2 separate regions of the Mus musculus genome follow, and region 1 is linked to region 2. Evidence: chromatin contacts called from public HiChIP or PLAC-seq data. All regions are on one chromosome and are shown on one strand. Each heading gives the region's core, a stretch centred on a gene start, on an enhancer-like site or on the middle of the called end of the contact. The rest is flanking DNA. Distances are from core to core; before and after follow the strand shown.

Evidence for each region. HiChIP or PLAC-seq counts read pairs in DNA pulled down with a chosen protein or histone mark.
Region 1: a contact with region 2 is called in an H3K27ac HiChIP or PLAC-seq map of embryonic stem cells, with 9 read pairs. The contact joins two enhancer-like sites. A contact is called at or near these places in 11 of 39 promoter capture datasets (the 3T3-L1 cell line, 3T3-L1-derived adipocytes, the C10 cell line and 5 more), 19 of 484 Hi-C or Micro-C datasets (CD8 T cells, Th1 cells, cochlea and 5 more), 9 of 115 datasets of contacts at active chromatin or transcription factors (CD8 T cells, embryonic stem cells, epiblast stem cells and 1 more) and 1 of 9 other capture datasets (embryonic stem cells).

Annotation. Positions count from the first base shown.
Region 1 is chr13:5,693,743-5,699,080 of GRCm38.p6, forward strand. All of the region lies in intron 3 of Gm35330 (a long non-coding RNA gene), which reads right to left. Among named protein-coding and RNA genes, the nearest start is that of Gm35330, 28 kb to the right of the region's middle. Within about 2 kb of position 3,484, at least 14 of the 459 cell types and tissues checked have an H3K27ac peak or open chromatin away from gene starts, as enhancers often do. A contact at or near this core is called in embryonic stem cells and stem cell-derived epiblast-like cells, where this site is marked.
Region 2 is chr13:5,843,653-5,848,490 of GRCm38.p6, forward strand. No RefSeq gene overlaps it. Among named protein-coding and RNA genes, the nearest start is that of 1700016G22Rik, 12 kb to the right of the region's middle. Within about 2 kb of position 1,654, at least 292 of the 459 cell types and tissues checked have an H3K27ac peak or open chromatin away from gene starts, as enhancers often do. A contact at or near this core is called in embryonic stem cells and stem cell-derived epiblast-like cells, where this site is marked.

The DNA.
Region 1 (5,338 bases), core at 2,234-4,733, 150 kb before region 2:
ATTCAAAGTCCTGAAGTTGTCTCTGCAAATAACTATCTTCTGGGGAAAAAAAAAAAAAAACAGCTTGATTAGTAAGTCTAAAACCCAAATAATTATAAGGATCCTGAGTTTGTATATTTTTCAGGAACTATCTATAATCCTTTATCAGCTAAAGCTTTATGTAAATCTCTATAGCACAAAAGGAAATCCTGGGGGTCTTTTCCAGGCAACCCAGGACAAATTCTTAACTGTCCAAAAACAGTCTTCTTAAAAGAACAGTATTTTTTCTTATGAGTTGCATAACCAATTGCAAACTTGAGAATTAATAGCATCTGAGGGATGAACAATTTTAAGCAATTGTAAGCTCTGAGATATATATTGATAAATATACAAATTAAAGCTTGATTATTCACCATTTTAAAGCATTATCTATAGTATACAATTTAATTATGTGTGCTGAAGCAGGACGAAACTCAGAAGAATAAGCGTGTGATCCAATTCACATATACTTTTCTCCCATAGAAGGGCTGTTTTTAAACACAGTAATTGGGATGCATGCATGCATGAATTTATATAGAAGATACAGACGCATGCATAAAAACATTTTTTAACTTATCTTTGGAATAATGATTGTCAATTTTATTTAAAATGATGGTATTCAATAGGTCAAATATTAATATTCTATAATAACCAATTTAAATGCTGTTTTGAACAAGGAACAGACACTTTGTCAGGTTCTTAAGACACAATTTTTGTTATAGGTTTTCTAAAATATATGAATTTATCTTACAATTCTTTATTAGCACCACAGCAGCCTTAGTAGGATGTTAAAACTGTGTTTTGAGATGAACACCACCTTGGCCTTGCCCACCTCCAGCCCTCCTCCCAGGCCATAGAGGATAAAGCAGCCCAATCTGTTGTAGGCCAGGAAGCCCGAGCAGGGGCAGCAGAGCACCTAGCAGGAAAAGATACGGCCACCCAGGCAGATGCTCATGGGAGCAATGGAGCACACGACTGGTGCTTCAGGTCCTCCGCTAAGTTTGCTACAAAAGCGCCCACTTTCTGGCGGCATCCCATGCCACCACCACTCAGGGAAAGAAGCATACCCCATGGTCCCTCCCCGCAGCAGCCAGCAGGTGGCCAGCTCCATGTGAGCCAATGGTCGGCCAGGAGGAGAAGAAAGATGACTTTCCAATAATGCTTTCTCTTGCCAAGGAATTGCTGTGGGCACATTTAATAACCAATAACTAAAATAGGCAGCTAATATTTAATTACCATTGATTATAATTGATAACAATTATAAAAGCTTTCTTTAATTTCTGCAAAGCTTTTGTTCTTTACCAGTTAATTTGTGTCTCACTTAATAGCACCTAACAAAGGCTTAAATTCTCCTGTGGTGAGTTTAAGGTGAGGTCTTAGCCAATTAACATCTCCTGGAAGCTTTTGAAAATAAAATTTTGAAGCAAATCAATTTTTCGTTCTTAGATTTTCTGTACCACAATTTTATAGTATAACTAAAACCCTAAGTATTAAAAAGATATTGCCTCTGCATCTTTTCTGGAGCAACAGCTACTCCCCAGAACTTAAAAGCTCTTTGTGTGAGAGCAAGGATTTAAAGTTAACTTCCCTTGAGAGGCATTAGCTACTAAAATACTTTCCACTTAGGAAACAATATACACTGAAAGATTCAAACTCTTAGCTTCTTGTATTGAAGCAGAAACACTAAGAATTTTTCTTACATGAGGTAAAGCTATATTAGCCATACCCAGTGGCAAAATTTTCCAGTGATTACAAGCTCACTAGAAGCAAACTCTTTACAATTTTCCAGATGCAAAGGAAAAAACAAACTCCTAAATCTATAATAACTTTACATAAAGTAGGTAAGTCAAATTGCAATGTCCTGATAAATTCTACAGCCTGACTGACCTTTTTATAAACTTTGAATTTAAACTTTATTTAGAAGAACATCTGGATAGATCTGCAACAATGTTCTTATAGCTAAAAGGAATTTTCCCTAAAGGCAAGGAGAGGCAAGTTTCGAGAGCTTCCTTAAGCACCGTTTGCAAGACAAAAGAAAGTCACACAAGCCCCCAAGAGGCTGCTCTGATCTTAGTTCCTCTTGCTGGGAGGACAGACTTTAGAATTTTTGAGTTTCTTTTGCAATATTAGACTATAACTACAACTTTGGGAAAGCAAAATCCAATTTCAAAGCAATTTATCACCTTAGAATCAACATCAAAACTTCACTATCACATTGCGAAATTTGGCTGCCAATTTATATCTATGAATGTATGACAGTGCAAGTTTTAATGCTTCATTAAAGAGACATTGCTTTAAATATTACCTTTAATTCTACTTTCTAGGATAAGAATCACATTAAATATTATCTCAACTAGAAGTATCCTTAGAGACCCAGCCTCTTGACCTGCCTTATGCCATGTGTTGGAAAGATTCCAAACCTGAGTTACCAATTAAAAACTAACTTTCTAGTAACCAGTGTTACACCTATTTGATCATACCCAATAACTTATAAGCTAATACTCTAACAAAGAAGACATGAAGAGCATATTATACCTCTAAGACCAATAAAAAAACAAATGAAGCAGCTACACGAGTCTAATAAATTTAGACCAATCAAAGAATTTCAATTTTTCTGGCTATAATTATAAGATAAAAAAGCACTTTGTCATTTGCCAAGCACATTCATCATGATTGCAGAGAACCCTCCAGGAAAAAAAAAACATCTATCTGCTTTTTTGCCCCAAAACTAAGAGCCTGCAGACTCCCTTTCTTTGAGAGCAGCTTTTCCAGCAGTGGCTTCCCTGCTGTGCCTGATCCATGGCTAAAGGGTGTGGCCACTCTGCTGAACCAGCAGATAAAGTTTTAGCCACCTTTTATTTTCCAACATGAAACACAGAACATTCAGCCATTCAGACAACTATACACAAACACACATGGATTGACACGTGGTGCACCAGACGGTAGACTAGACATTAGATAACACAAAGAGGACAGAGAACTTCTGCTGTAGGGACCAGAGAGAAAAGGGCAGGACATTCCCCGATTTTTTCTCTGCCTCTGGGAAAGTTTCAAATCCATTTTCCTCTATATTATTTTATTATTACAAACCCTGTTCCTGCTGCCCGATGCAGCTCCTGACTGCGGACATCTGCCTGATTATTTAATTTAAACCCTTTTTCCTCTCGCCTAAAGCAGTTTTTGAAAACTGCGGACAATTGCCTGATCAGTTCCTAGTTCCGAATAATTCACTGCCGAACCTAAGTGGAAACCACCATTGGGTTAGCACTGATTCCAAACTTAGCTCGTATCCTCCCGCACCTCTAGCAACAATTTAAAAAATGAAGTTTTAAGCTAGCACTAGCATGTGAACCTATTGCTCCAGTGCTCGATAAGATCCTTTTCTTTTTCTTCCTGTGGAGCTCAATACTAAGCAGAGTTCCTCCAGCATTTTTTCTGCCATTCCTCAGGTCCCTGTTCGGATACTAGACTATTGGAAGCCGGCCCAGAGCTCACATGGACCAGGTTTCACCTAGGAGGCAAGCCGGGGCTGAAAAGAGAGGGGAACTAGGCAGTTGAGAGAAAAATGGAGCTAAGTCAAGATTTCTGATCAAAGCTCAAATATTTAATGGCAAATGTGCTTGTAAGTGGGGATGGGGGGGGGCACTCCCACCAATTCATTCTTGGAGTCTGGAACCAGCTGCAGGTAACTACATGCAGGATAGGGTGTAGTCTCCATAATAGCTCAGCGGCCTCTCAGCAGGAGGAACAACTGCAGTGGCTGAACAATAGAGTGATCTTGGGAGGAAGGTTCCACCCTAGGTAATCTCCTTAGTGGCAGCAAGGTCAAGGTCTGGCTCTGCCTGCTTCAGGCTGGAGGGTTTACACATTCCTCTGTTGAGGGGCATCTGGGTTCTTTCCAGCTTCTGGCTATTGTAAATAAGGCTGCTATGAACATAGTGGAGCATGTGTTCTTATTACCAGTTGGAACATCTTCTGGGTATACGCCCAGGAGAGGTATTGATGGATCTTCCAGTAGTACTATGTCCAATTTTCTGAGGAACCACCAGACTGATTTCCAGAGTGGTTTTACAAGCTTGCAATCCCACCAGCAATGGAGGAGTGTTCCTCTTTCTCCACATCCTCGCCAGCATCTGCTGTCACCTGAATTTTTGATCTTAGTCATTCTGACTGGTATGAGATAGAATCTCAGGGTTGTTTTGATTTGCATTTCCCTGATGATTAAGGATGTTGAATATTTTTTAAGTGCTTCTCAGCCCTTCTGTATTCCTCAGTTGAGATTTTTGTTTAGCTCTGTACCTCATTTTTAATGGGGTTATTTGAATTTCTAGACTTCAGCTTCTTGAGCTCTTAAAGAAGACCTAATTCCAACTCTTCTCAAACTATTCCACAAAATAGAAACAGAAGGTACTCTACCCAATTCATTCTATGAAGCCACAATTTCTCTGATACCTAAACCACACTAAGATCCAACAAAGAAAGAGAACTTCAGACCAATTTCCCTTATGAATATCAATGCAAAAATACTCAATAAAATCCTCGCAAACTGATCCCAAGAACACATCAAAACAATCATCCATCATGACCACGTAGGCTTCATCCCAGGGATGCAGAGATGCTTTAATATACGGAAATCCATCAACGTAATCCACTATGTAAACAAACTCAAAGACAAAAATCACATGATTATCTCGTTAGATGCTGAGAAAGCATTTGACAAAATCCAACACCCCTTCATGATAAAAGTCATGGAAAGATCAGGAATTCAAAGCCCATACCTAAACATAATAAAAGCAATCTATAGTAAACTAGTAGCCAACATTAAAGTAAATGGAGAGAAGATTGAAGCAACCACACTAAGATCAGGGACTAGACGAGGCTGCCCACTTTCTCCCTACCTACTCAGTATAGTACTTGAAGTCCTAGCCAGAGCAATTTGACAACAAAAGGAGATCAAGGGGATACAAATTGGAAAGGAAGAAGTCAAAATATCATTTGTAGATGATATGATAGTATATATAAGTGACCCTAAAAATTCTACCAGAGAACTCCTAAACCTGATAAACAGCTTCAGTGCAGTAGCTAGATATAAAATTAACTTAAATATATCAGTGGCCTTTCTCTACACAAAGATTAACCAGGCTCAGAAAGAAATTAGGGAAACAACACCCTTCACAATAGTCACAAATAATATAAAATACCTTAGTGTGACTCTAACTAAGGAAGTGAAAGATTTGTATGATAAGAACTTCAAGTCTCTGAAGAAAGAAATTGAAGATCTCAGAAGATGGAAAGATCTCCCATACTCATGGATTGGCAG
Region 2 (4,838 bases), core at 404-2,903:
AGAATCATTAGCAAAGGAGAAAGAGACCATTGAGTCCAGAATGACAGCAAAGTAGTTCAGAGAGACAGAGTTTAACTGGTGCTAAGTGAAGACCAGCAAATGGAAGTCAAAGAAGACACAGCAAGTTAGAGGCAAGGGAGAGGCTATGTTAGCTCTTTGCTGTGGTCCAGGCTGGCAGGGAGACATATTGACTGGAATTTAGGTTATTGTGGGTAAAGAGACTTAAGACTGAAAGTGGTCTCAGCACAGCTCTGAAAGCTAAGGATTTAAGAAGTCTTTTGAATTCCTTATCAGTTAACAATTGATGTATGGTAAAGGTCAATTCTCTGAATGCAAAACCCTGACCACCAAGGAGGGAGCCTGAAGGGCTAGGACGAAGTGGAGATAAGTACAGGATTGAACCGGTTCTGTTGGAGGCAAAGCAGGAAATGAGTAGCCTGGTTGAAGCTCTGCCTGTAAACTCTTGGTAAATGGAAGTAATCCATGGTAGTCTTAGCATTTCTTCCATTCTTCATGGGACTGCTTCTGTCTGCTGATGAGGGACCACACCATTTAAATGGACTGAAATCAAACTATTTCTCTATCCCCAAATAGTAGCTTTGAGACTGGGAATAATCTGTGTCTGTGGCCATGGACAGAAGATGGGCCACCTTTTTAGAAAGAGTTTTTTTTCCCCAATATGAGCATCACCCTCCCCTAGGAGAATGTGGGACTAATCCAAGGGTGTTGGAAGTTACATAGCAACTAATTCTTCAACGGTGTTTATGAAACGGAAGCCTAGCAACTCATGGAGGAGTCAGATCCACAGGATCTCAGTCCATGAGGCTTACAGTTACAGTTGTAACTGATTCAGAGGTGGTCACATGTTGCTCACCCAGAAAGTAACCCCGGGGCTGCAAGTAACAGGAAAACAGCCATGCCCATTTTATTCATATTTTATAACCTACAGTAAACATTTACTTAGCAATTCCACCCTGTCTATCACCGCCTTAGACACTTATGCAGAACTTAGAGTCATACTGAATGCCAATATGATGTTAATTATTGCAACCAAAAGAGGCCTGTATCGTTAGACTCTGATGAATTTTTAAGATACACTGGAGGGGAAATTGAGTCATAATATAATTCTCTATGAGGGTTTGAAAGTGTGATCCTTAAGATCCTTCTGCTCTGTGTGACAAGCAATACGATTTTTAAGCTCAGACAAAAGTGGGTGTCTTTTGGTTTAGGGTTCTCTTTTCACCAGGAAATCCCCTCTTCTAATAGGATTCTTTTTGTTTTGCTTTAATCCTTAATCTAGGGGGAATGTCCCATCCCTGTGAGTCATCAGAATGGCTTCTCACAGGTAAGACCTAGAAAATTCCTGAAATGCTTCCCCTGATACTGAGAAACGTACTCAAGTCAATTGAGAAAGACATTAAAGGGGTCTGATGAGAAATCTAAATCCTGTGCCTCCTACCCTTTGCGGGGATGTTGCCTGAACCATGAACAACGTTTCCTGGATTCTAGAAACAGGCACATAGTTTGGAATCTGCAGCTGCTGGACAACACCAATTGGGAAAAATAGTAGCACAAAGGCAATAGATAGCCATCTCGCCTTGAAGACGCTGACTCATGCAGATGAGTCATTTACAATCGGCATGGCGACGGGTCTCAGCGGGACCAACTCAGAGAACACTGTGCGCTGAGCGCTGACCATGTAAACAGTGCAAACTCCCTCTTGTGATTCTAGGAAAAGAATCTTAGAACCTTTAGACAAAGAAATCAGAGAGGAGTGTGGCTGCTGTGTGGGTCACACCAGCAAATCCAGGCAACATCCGGACCTTACCATTCTCAGTTCTGATATCCGCTGGCACTGGAGCCCAGAGCTCAACATTTGGGTAAACATTCCACACTGGAGTGAACTACCTTGGTGACCTGAGTAAATTATGAATTCCCAAGACAGAATTACGGTGTCATCGAGTGTGACTGTATGTAGCTGGGCATACATTCATTTCCCCACTCAGATTAGCTATAGCATAAATAATACAGAAGCACCAACCAGAGCCAAAGGTGCTCACTGGAAGGTTCTTTTCTGGTATTAAAATAATGAGTGTACGCTCCTTAAGAACCTTCTAGCAACATGTACAAATAAAGCCACACACAGTGACAAACTGTGCTGCTTGGAGTTTAGCTGATGACATCCTTGTTATTGAAACAGGAAATGACTCAGCCTGGGCTAGACCAGAAAAGATCATATATTATATTCCGTTTTGTTGGCTCGTTTGAAAAAAAAAAAAAAAACCTACCGCAAGGCAACCATGCTTGTTTTCAGGTTTTTAATTTATGCATTCTAGCAAATAAGAAAGAATTTCTTGATAAGCCATTATTAAAATGTTGCAAAACAGGTTTTTCACAAATGTTAGGATCAAATGACTGCTATAAGCTATAGAAGATATGTTTACTATTTTTAAAGGGGATGGGTTAGGGTATTGGAGTCCAGATAGAAAACCTCTCAGCCCTAAATACTAACATTTCTATACTTAGCCGGAGCCTGGTCTGTTTAGATAAACTGATTTTGAACATAATTTTATGTTTATTGCTTTTTTGACTGCATTATGTCTGTGTGAGAGTGTCAGAAGCCTGGAACTGGAGTTACAGATGGGTCTGAGCTGCTATGTGAAGGGTCAATGCTCTTAACTGCTGAGCCATCTCTCCAGACCCTCGATAAACTTTCAAAAAATATTTTAATTAAAATATATCACTTCCCTCCTTCCTTTACATCTCTCAAACTCTTCTTTTCTAACCCATTCAGTCTCAAATTGATAACCTCATTTATTTTGTTTTTGTTGTTACATATGTACGTGTATATACACAAAAACATAAATATAACCTTATATATAATTCTTAACACATTACTAAATACTAGAGTTTTACTAAAATTCTGATTTTTTTTCATTATGACCTGGCATAATCTGAAGTTTACCTTTGTCTATTAAAACTTTGCAGGTATGATAATTGGCAATCAAAAGCAATTAATCCAACAGACAAAAAAGTTGAACATAGATTAAACATTATAAATTTTTACATAAATAACTGAACTATTTTACCCACTGAACACTCATAATAATCATAATAGTCACTAAGATAACAGTTTTAGAACAATACTTTTACCTCTGAAATATTCTTAATTAGAAAATTATATCTTGCATTCAATAGTTAGCAAATAGTAACTAAGTTGTGCCCCTCCCCTCCCCCCAGAGCTCAGATGATTCAAATGGAAAGGGTTTCTGGTCTCTAACCTTAAATGTGTGACATCTTTTGCCAATCATTGGCTTTCTTGATCTGATAAATCTCCACCCAATACAATACACGTATTTTTTGCAAGGTGACTGTTACTGTTGGATGCTGTGTTAGAACATGAAACCACACACAACCACAGCATACGACCACTTTGGCCTCTGTGTACATGCAGAAGAAACAGGCTCCTCAGACAAGGTTGGTCAGACTCAAGTTCGACTTCAGGACACCCATGGCTGCCTCCTGTTCTGCTCTTTGTAAATGCATCAGCCGGAGGGCAGTCTGCTCAGAGCTTAGAAAGCTCTAGACTTTAACCAAAAAAAAAAAAAAAAAAAAAGTCTTTTCCCTCCTTAAATCTCAGGATGAATAGTTTCCATCTGTAATTGTTAGTTTTATATTTTTAAATAGTAAACTCTGAAACAGAATGTCTCATTATCAGTGAAGTGATTCAGGCGTCTGCTGTGTACAGCTCTTTCGGTAGAAACACAACGCAGCCATTTTTCTCGGGGGGGGGGGTGGGGCGGGGGAGGGCAGCACTTATAAAGACATTTCTTTTTTTTTTTTTCTTTCTTTCAGCTATGTCTATATTGCCAGTTAGCTGCTGTTCCCGTGCTCTGCATAGATCAAATTTAGAGATTAAAAACAATACTCTAGGTATTATCCTGGATTGGCAGGTATGCACACACATGTGGTTTCAACCCTTCATTTTAAATCTGAAGCCGATTATGTCTATAAATGCGTAAAAATTTGACTTTCCTAAAGTGTGGTTTGTGATGCCTATGAGTCTATTCAGGAAAACCGCACAGTGCCTGACATGTCTTCTCTGTTATTTTCCCTAAGACATGAAGACTCCTTTGCAATTTTAGATTTTTGAGATGACAGCTTTTCAGAGTCTTCCCTGTGCTTCCCTGTGCTCTATCATGAAAGGTTTTACCTTAGCGATTTAAGAAAGTATCTTATCTGACCCTCCATCTGGCAAGGGCTTCTCTCTACTCTTGAGACTGGCCTGTGCTATCTCACCAGAGACATTGACAGTATTGCAAGGCACTCAGTTCACAGACCATCAGTCATTCCTCCAAGTTTTCATGCTGCCATGACAACTTGTTTGTTTTTTAAAAAGTATCTTTTTGGGATGCAAGGCATCAGACCGTTCTAGGACTTAACTCCTAATGAGACCCTGCATTTGAATAGGATAACCTTTGTAAGCAGTTATAAATATCATGCCAACAAGAGGATTTTCTTTCAATTGCACGGTGTCTGAGCAATTTCAGCAAAAATATTTTTTAGTCTGTCAGTCTCTATAAATAATCCCTGGAAGTATTAAGGCATAGCCTGTGTTTATGAATTGGTTAATCACACAATATAACACCTTCTTTGGAACATAAGTCAGAAGACTTTCCTTCAGTCCATAATTCACCTTTACTTAGATATAGATTCCAGCATCCCATAGACTTCATGCCATGATAGCCAGGAGTCCCTCCCTTCCATGCTCCTGTATCTTCATTTGTGTGTCTACGATTATGTCTACCTTCGTGAATGTGTCTGTGTGTGCATCCTTA